2 separate regions of the Lactuca sativa genome follow, and region 2 is linked to region 1. The links are chromatin contacts, called in public Hi-C maps. All regions are on one chromosome and are shown on one strand. The core of a region is the stretch at or near the end of the contact, and the rest is flanking DNA. Distances in the headings are between cores, read along the strand shown.

Evidence for each region. Hi-C and Micro-C count contacts between places; a contact is called where the count stands out from the background.
Region 2: a contact with region 1 is called in a Hi-C map of leaf, with 3 times the contacts expected there. The contact joins the promoter of LOC111897274 here to the promoter of LOC111897249 in region 1. A contact is called at or near these places in 2 of 4 Hi-C or Micro-C datasets (both in leaf).

Annotation. Positions count from the first base shown.
Region 1 is chr5:185,596,427-185,601,247 of Lsat_Salinas_v11, forward strand. It overlaps LOC111897249 (purple acid phosphatase 2), which reads right to left and starts at 1,337. Exons shown (of 4, transcript XR_006191865.1): 1 at 928-1,337; 2 at 505-705.
Region 2 is chr5:186,006,829-186,011,909 of Lsat_Salinas_v11, forward strand. It overlaps LOC111897274 (ureidoglycolate hydrolase), which reads left to right and starts at 2,062. Exons shown (of 11, transcript XM_023893236.3): 1 at 2,062-2,492; 2 at 2,704-2,789; 3 at 3,019-3,093; 4 at 3,220-3,348; 5 at 3,436-3,522; 6 at 3,621-3,923; 7 at 4,007-4,098; 8 at 4,180-4,242; 9 at 4,317-4,557; 10 at 4,640-4,680; 11 at 4,861-5,081. The coding sequence starts at 2,304. The coding sequence ends at 4,958. It overlaps LOC111897182, which reads right to left and starts at 337. Exons shown (of 10, transcript XM_023893135.3): 1 at 121-337.

The DNA of each region.
Region 1 (4,821 bases), core at 87-2,586:
AATCGATTTGTGAAGTATGAAGCGAGATAGGTGAGACTATTTAACCAAGATAATTGAAGACTGTTTTTAAAATTTAGATATATTACGTTATATAAGGTAGTGATAATCATTTGGAATAGATAGTTATGGATAATAAATGTGAATTTATATTGATATATACATAATTGAATAAGGTTTAATGAGTTTCCATTTAAAAAACATGCAGGAAATAAGATATGACAGCTTGCCTTATGAAATCTTGAATCGTGAATAGAAAAATAACAAACACCCATTTATTTCGAAATGAACTGAAGTTGCTGAGAAAATTGAATCAAAGGGCGATTTTGAGAATTCAGTTAGACGATAGGAGCGGGAAAAATCGATTGGGGGAGGCTGAGAGAATGCCACGTGGCAATGAAGGTACTTATTTATAAGAATGTTTGGTAGTAGAAATCAAAATTAGTGTAAAGATCTTAAATGTTACGAATTATAAGAATGTTTGGTAGTAGAAATCAAAATTAGTACCTCCAAATCAGTAAGATTGCAATGATGGATGAATCCAAAAGTATAATCGTAGTATGTGTAGGTGGTAATAATGCCCTTAGTTGTGTTCTGACTACTGTTGTCTTCACTCCAATAAACAACTGTATCTGAACCTGGTTCCTCCATTGTCACCCAAGATACAATCATTGCCTTCCCCACATGATCACCTTGGGTTATATGAACCTTGATTTAGAAAACGGACAATCAATTTCATTAACATCATCGACAATACCAAGTGTAAATCAAGTAGATGCAGATGAGCTGTAAAGAGGTTCCTAAATCATACAATTAATCTCAAAAGTTGAGCGAAATGCAAATGAGGTTCTTAAATTGAACAAAACACTATCAAAACTAACCTAAAATGAAAGCGATATGAAAATGGGGATTTTAGATGGAAATCGATACCTGTTGAGGCGCATTATAACCGGGAGACTTAGTAAACACATCACTGTCAACAGGCATATCGATAGTTTTCTCATATTTTCTTACAAAACTACTGGTTGTTCCTCCATCAACAAACAAAGCGGATTCGAACACCAATAGCCCAAGAACAGAGACAATAACAGGGCACCATCGGACACTCATCTTATTCACGCTCCTTTCGATTCCTCCCAGCTAAATATGCGCAAAACCAGAAGAGCGTGAAGATAAGGAGGTGATAACTGAAATTTTCAAATTACTAATCTAATCTCCTCAAATCACGCACGAAATTGCAATTGACAGCTAAAATTTTCGGATTTATTGCATCAGTTTGAACTTTGATTCAATTTGATTCAATGGCATTTACGTAGATGAATAAATGAGCGGGAAAACTCGATTTTGGGTCGTGCAGAGTTCTACTTATTTATTAGAATTAGGATATATATATATATATATATATATATATATATATATATATATATATATATATATATATATATATATATATATATATATATATATATATATATATATATATATATATATATATCCCATAAATTTTGGGCCCCTTAGAGACGTGGATCCTGGGCGGTCGCCCGGTTGCCCACTGTCTAGACCGGCCCTGACCCACGCTATTGCTAAGGGTGTCTATGGACACCCCTAGATTTGGATTTCATTTTATAATTCGATCATATACTAAATTTAATATGCCATCTGTTCAGTTGTATAGTAAATTCAACTAGACACTTGTTGAAAATAGATATACTGATTTATTTGGATCTAAGAGGCAATTAACAAGAATACATTATATTTTAGTAGAGATAGTAATCTAATCTATCTGATTTTTTAAACCCTAATCAAAAAAATGAAATATTAGATGGTCTACAAAATAAAAGACTAAAAAAAGATAAAACCCTAATAAAAAAAATTACATATTTTTTTTGACACCGCCGTCTTCTATTTCCCTCCGCTCCTTGTTAGCGGATTCAATTGCTCAGCTCATCTCCGTTGTCATATGCCTTTCTCCAGGAGTGCATGCTTCTTCATCCTGAGGTCTCACTCTCTTTTTCTTATAATGGTTCTTATTATCTCTATTATCTCTATTCGCTTCTTTCATTGGTAAACATCACTTTCTTAGTTATAGTAAATGAAAAGGAAAAAAAGTCAGTAATTAAAGAGGGGAATCTAGAAAAATAATAGTCAAATTACTATGTTACCGTTGTCACATGGTTTTAACTTTTGAAGATGTTATATCATACATTTGACAAATCTACTATAATAAATATCATAATTTTGTCATATGTCATTCTCTAATGAGTTTTGATACTTGTCATTTTATGATATTTTTTAAATAAATAATATCCACATGTCAATTTATGTTTTTTTTTTCAATTTTTAAAATTAAAAGCCACATAATATTATATATATATATATATATATATATATATATATATATATATATAACTATCAAATATAATAAATATTAGAGAAAATTACAAATTTAACCAAATATGTTAAATATTGTGTGGAAAATAGCCAAAAAACCCTCAAATTATATTTTTAGTCACCATAATCACAGATGGACTAAGCCCATCTACAATTTTAACAAGCCATCTGCGAACGTACAAGTTGCTAAAGCACAATCTTGCTTTAGCGATTTGTAAATTCTTAGATGACTTTTTTTTTAATTTTTTAATTTTTTTTTTATTTTTTGCTATATAAATACCTGTTTTGTATGGTTAAAATCGCAGATGTACTAAGCCCATCTGCGATTTTCTCTCATTCGAACTACAATTTGAGTTTTTTTCTTTGTTTTTAAATATTGTCTACTAAATTGATAGGTTAGACTACGAAATCGTCCATAATCGCATATAGGCTAAGAAAATCACTTCTTAGAGAGAGTTTCCAACAAAAAAGTGTGAAAATGAAGCAAAAAATTATGTTTTTATACTTGACATAGTTATGTTCACATATGGATTTCTATGTTCATGGATGAACTAGTTCATTTGCGAATGTACAAGTCGTTAAAGCACGACTGTGCTTTAGCGACTTGTACATTTGCATATGAGTTGCCAAAATCGCAGACGAGCTTAATTCATCTGCGATTTTGATTGCTAAAAATGCAATTTGGATTTTTTTTGCTGTTTTCCACAAAGTAATTAACATATTTGGTTAATTTTGCAATTTTCTCTAAATATTATACTAAATTGCAATTAATTCGTTTTCTTATTTCATATTTCATTTCTTATTTCAAAATTGTATTTTAAAAAATACATATTATTTACATTTCAATATATTTTTTTAATCAACCCGTATAATATACGTGTTTTAAACTTAGTTATAAAATATAATTGAATGATTCTAAAAATATAATGCTCCAAAATCAATAAATTGATTGCAAAATTGTTTTAAAGAAGTTTTAATTGTTTGATTTACGGTTAAAAATTGTAACAAATTTTTTAGAATAATCTTAATTGTTTATTTGTTTATTAATTAAGTATTTTTGTTGTTTTTTTTATTGTTTATATATGTGTTGTTTATTTTAAATTTGATTTGTTTACATTTCATCTTTGGTATAAAGTTAAATATTATATTTGATATAGATGATATTATTAACAATCCGATCCACTAAATAAATTAATCTGCTTATTTTATCATTCCATTTGATTTGACCACATGAGATTTTGAATCCTAGATTCACCATTAGCTATAATGATGAAATCTTTTTTCCTCAATCGCTCAACTATTCATGTGAATATAACAATCTTGTCCTAAATAAATTGTATATTATTGGTCACAAATATTTACCAACCTTATCAAACCTTCATAATAGAGGTATAAGTTCTGATATGACCTTCAAATTATGGCTAGGCGCCATGAAAGACAAGGATCACGTTTTTACGACATGCCTGATATCCAAGGAAGTATAGGAAAATGTCCAAACATTGTGGCGCTTGTTACCACATGTCGTTGCCTTTCCCATTGAAATGATCCATGCTAAACACATGTTTAATTGCCCAAACAACCTCAATGAGGTTCTCGAAGCCATAACATTGATTTACATTTGAGTAATTTGGTCATTCTGGAATCAAAAGATTCACTCGAATATTTTGAAACCATATTAATGCAAGGATTAAAATAGGTGGTAATCTTCGATGGAAAGATGGTGTTTCAATCAAGTTAACGAAGATAAGTCATTTACAATTTTACATTTACTTTGATGTTCTTATTTTTCTTTTGTACCTCCTAGTTGGTTGTTACTTAGATTTTAAGGCCGGAGGGAGTGATGTCACTGAAACCATACTCCATTCATTGTCACATAAATGTCACGTCATTTTTACCACAGAAGTGTGATTCCTTGTCACACCAAAGGAGTGGTGCCACACTTTATTTAAAAAAAATAATTTAAGTAAAAACATTATTTTTCTCCCCGGCCAATCACAAAATGGTCAAATTATCCCCAACCAATCACAAAGTATGGCTAGTTTTTACCACACTGCGGTCTAAACCACACCCAAACCGCATTCAGGAGCCGGTGTTTCCCTGCCTATGTGTCAAAAGGTGTGGTAAAAACCGCTCTCCACAGCCTAATATAAGTTTATTTTGGAGTCCAAATAAGAAAAATCATATAAATAAGTTGCACGAGGTAAGCTTGTGGACCAATTAGGAAAAAGAAAACTCTTGGGAGTAATGCTATCTTATCTGACTATAAGGCCTACCGGTATACAGACCACAGTGGGTCTCGTGGTCTAGCTGACCACGACCGTGGTCCGTGCACACTAGCCCGAACCACCGTGGTTCTCCGTGCTCGTGGTCTTCAATGGTGGGCATCACGAATCAAAACGACCAATGAAGTTGGATTGCTCATTTGAAGGACTG
Region 2 (5,081 bases), core at 812-3,311, 410 kb after region 1:
AAAAAATAGCTCCTAAATCAGTTTTGAGCAAAATCAAACTTAATAGGCCATATCAAAATTAGCAAAAGCGAATAAAGTAACCACAATCCATATGGTGAAACATAAACAAACACAACTTACCTGACAAAAATTCATGGTTATTCTTGATCGTCGGCGGCGTAGCGGAGCAGCAGCGGTGGAGGATCTGTCGTGAGGCGATGAACTGCACGAGGAGATTGTCAGAAGCAGAGACGCAGAGAGGAGGCAGCGGCTATGTTAGTGGGGTCGTACCGTCGGAATCCGTAGGTTCCCCTTGCAATGTCCCTTCCGAACTCAAACTCTTATTTGAGGAAATATGTTTTAAATACTTTTTTTTTTTTTTTGAACTGCGGACTATATTAAAGCGCAAAAAAAAAAAAAGAAAGAGAAACATTACAAAAAAACAGTTTAGAACAGGATTTTAAAATAGTTTGAAAATAATTTAATTATATTAATACTATTATTATAGTAAAGTTGATATATAAAATCCAGAATATTTTAAAGCATTTATGATATCTAATTATAATCATATCATTTAATTATATGTCGTGCGAATAAAAAGTAAATATGTCATTGATGCAGTGTTACATTTAACGTTATAGTTAATACATAAATTACTTATTTTGATATTTTTTTTTAAATTTCCATCTTGATAATTATTTAAAAAGATTTTTAAAGTTCTAAAAAGTTCGTCGTGGTGTGTCATGGCTCCAAAGTTTGTATTTGTCGCTAAGTGTTAATAAAATGTTATCCATTTTACCTTTTTTTTTATATAGAGATTGAAGCATCCATGGATGAAAAAGAAGGTAAATGAATGGAAAGAAGCCGATTACATTTTAATTGTTTTTTTTTCATAGATTATTTGTTTTGCTATAATGATAATTGGCTTGGTACATGGTTATTATTATTTTTGTACAATGATATTTTGATTATTATTATTTTGGTATTGATGATATTTTAATTATTATTATTTTTCGTACAATGATATTTATTGTCATGCTCTTTTTAGCAAGTGACGACTGTTTTATGATTGAAAGTAAAAGAAATAATAAAAAAGAGTTAACTCATTTTTTTGATAAAATAATAGTCATTTTATAACATGAATGTGATGTATGGTAAAAGTTGTCCAACAAATAATAAAATAGTCCAACAAGTTATATGAAGCCCAACAAATGTTCTAATTCAGTACAAGGACTGAAGCTTGGTTTGGGACCCAAAACCGACATACCCGAAACCGGAAGTGGCACAACCTAAACCCATCGATCAAGGTAATTCAAGAATTTCAGGTTTTTGGTCTTCAGGTCGATTCGGTCTAGGTCCAACCCGTTGCCCATACCAAGTTAGAGCCCACTTTGAAGGAACGCTTATAAAGTGTTGGACGCATAACGTGGCCTAGATTGACTTAGTTAATTTACCGGTTGTCATATCACCGTCTTTCACACCATCACCAAAGCATTTTTCACATGTTTATAACCAACTACAATACGATCACGAGATAAATCTCTCATCACCAACATCACAAACATCATTAGCATCAAAGACATGAGCACCACCATAGAATCGGCAAACATTTATTGCATTAGAGGCATGCCCACCACCACAAACCCGACAAGCATTTATTGCTACCAACAACAGAGTTAGAAACACCAACAAATGACACAATCATAAAGAAGTTCAAGTCTCCCATCACGGATCTTTTTATTTCATTTTATAAGGCATTGAGATAACATGCCAGTTAACACAAAAAGGGAAAATTACATGTTGCATGAAAATTACGAGGTAAAATCGACCAAAAAAGAAAGAACGGTGTGAAACCCTAAAACTTTATAAACCTCAATGTTTTCTTGTAAATTTTTCGAAGGGAAACGAAGAGATCGAAAAAAAAAATATAATAAAAATAAAATAATAAAAAAATATCACTTCCATCAAATATATCAAATACATTAAAGAATCCCATCATCCCTATCAATTTTCAGTACAATTATTTTTTCTTCTTTGAATGTTAACTTCGTTTGGCTCACAGTTTCAATAGAATTATTTTTTTTCTTTGAATGTTAACTTCTTTTGGTTCACATGGTCACCTAGGAAATTTAAATGGAGATATTTTATTGAAGAAAATACCAGCTTTTAGAGGCAAAGTTGTTTGTCCTTTGTCATCATCTGCTCCACATGCGATAAACCCCTTTGATTAATGGAGTCGGATTCATCTCTCCACTCCGTGACTAAATTATTCACTCTAAACTCATCAAAATTCTAAACCCAACAATCCCAATCGAACAAGGATAATGATGGTTTTCAGATTCCGTCTCATGCTCTATGTTCTTTTCGTTACCTTCATCGCTTGCGTACAAGCTCAAAATGTTGATGAAATGGACTCAACAATCAAAACAATGGAGGAATTCTCCGGTTATCCACTTCATGAAATTGACTCCGTCTCTTCCTTCGCGGTGGATTCTGTAAATCTTCAGAAACAGGTGGTGTATCATTCAGTTTCATAATCCAGTCGTTTTCTGCTTCTATTCATCATAGATATTTTACTTATGCCGAACTGAATTCGTAGTAGTAGTAGCAGTAGGAATGATAATCGTTCTTTTCAAGCATCAACTGCACTCCGCATCCCAGTAAACTCCAAATTCGAGTTTTGATGATCAAATGAGTTACTTATATTGTTAAAATTGAAAACAGATCGATGAACTTTCGAGTTTCTCGGATTCACCAGCCCCTTCAGTAACAAGGATCTTGTACAGCGAAAATGATGTACTGGCTAGAAGGTATGTAATCGATTATGATCATTAGAATTACGCCTTAAAAACGATAATCGCCCTATGGAATTGTTCATGATCTTCTTATGAAATTAGTTATAGTTTTGATTGAAAAGGAACATCTTCTATATTCTATAATGATCAATCTATATATTAACTGCAAAAAAGTGGTTAGTCTGTTGAAGAAACACAAATCTGTTTATTTTTTCTTGAATCTTTTTTGTCAATTTCCATTTAGGTTCATCAAGAAGTTGATGAAAGAAGCTGGTCTTTCTGTGAGAGAAGATGCTGTTGGCAATATATTTGGTCAGTGGTGAGTTTATTTGTATGCCTTAAACAATATCTTGTACTACTTTTAGTTTATAACATAGAAATATTTTGTACTAAAGTGAACCTCTGAAAGTTGACTTTTGATCTTGTTTGATTCTATACACTACAGGGAAGGGAGTGAACCAGATCTATCTGCTGTTTCAACAGGATCTCACATCGATGCTATTCCATATTCTGGGAAATATGATGGGGTAGTTGGTGTATTGGGTGCCATTGAAGCCATTAATGTACTAAAGAGGTGTTTAAATCTTTTGAGTTTATTGCACTTTTTGTGTTTTTTTTGTCACCTAAAGTCTTGTTTTATCTTGATGTTTGGAATTTACAGATATGGATTTAAGCCTAAAAGGTCTTTAGAAGTAATCATGTTTACCTCAGAAGAGCCTACAAGATATGGCATCAGTTGTTTAGGAAGGTTTGTACTTTTTAGCAAGTTTGATTATAGAATGAAAGATAATTCAGTAATTAATCTCTATTTTTCTTGTGAGATACTTATCTGATTTTTTTTTTCAGCCGATTATTAGCTGGAAGTGTCTCACTTGCTACAGCTCTTAAGCAGACTGTAGATAATCAGAATATTTCCTTCATGGAAGCTGCAAAATCTGCTGGATATGCAGAAAACAATGACTTTTCCACTGTGTTTTTAGATGATAAAAGATATTCAGCTTTTGTAGAACTTCATATAGAACAAGGACCTATTTTGGAAAATGAAGGAATTTCTATTGGTATTGTGACTGCTATTGCTGCTCCTGCAAGTATTAAAGTTGATTTTGGAGGAAATGGAGGTCATGCTGGAGCTGCTTTAATGCCTCAAAGGTAATAAAATAAACAATTCTTTAGAACTTTTGTTTTTATTATTATTATGACATATTTGAGTCTTATACACAATTTTGGAAAAGAAATGATGCAGGTTTGGCTGCTGCTGAGCTGGCACTAGCTGTGGAAAAACATGTTCTTGAATCTGGATCCATAGACACTGTTGGAACTGTTGGTAATCTTTTTTTTTTCAAAATCACTTTCATTATCATTTATCCTTAAAAGTTAAAATGATGTTTTTGTATTATCTTTGAAGGTATACTGGAGTTGCATCCTGGAGCAATCAACAGCATCCCTAGCAAAGCACACATGGAAATAGGTGCACTTATTATTATTCAAAAACTAATAAGAAACTTAAAGTATTGGTAAAATAAATTTATAATCTGTGTTCAGATACACGAGACATTGATGAAAAGCGAAGAAATAATGTGATTGAAAAAATCCATGAATCTGCTGCGATGATATCGAAAAGGAGAGGTGTTGAGCTTTTAGGGTTTAAAATTGTGAACCAAGATCCACCTGCTCTTTCAAATGAGTTGGTGATTAAAGCAATGGAATCAGCTACTCAAGTCTTGAATTTGAGTAGTAAGAAGATGATTAGTAGAGCTTATCATGATTCACTCTTTATGGCCAGGTATCTCTTTTTAACTTATTCTTTTATATTTTCAATTTTCAAATTTTAGAAAAAAAAAAACAATTATATATTTTGATTGCAGAAAAGCACCCATGGGCATGATATTCATTCCATGTTATAAAGGTACACTCCCTTGTCGATATCTTTATACACTGTGTTTGACATGCATTGGACCAGTGCCAGTTGAAAAAATTGTGGAATTGGTGGTGGTGGATAAAATTTAAAAGAAGGAAGGGTAATATAGGAAATATGGGAATATTGTTGTTATTGTTAGAATTTGAAGTTTTATTATTAATATTGCAGGGTATAGTCATAAACCTGAGGAGTATGCGTCCCCTGGAGATATAGAAAATGGGGTGAAGGTATTGGCACTCACACTTGCCAACTTATCCTCCAACTGATACATATGCTTGGAGTACAACGATGTCGTTTTACTGATTTCTCTTTCTCATCAAAAAATATGGAATGAAGAAAACCATGTGTATAAAACTAAAACAGCTTTTTTTCTTTAATTCCAACTTATT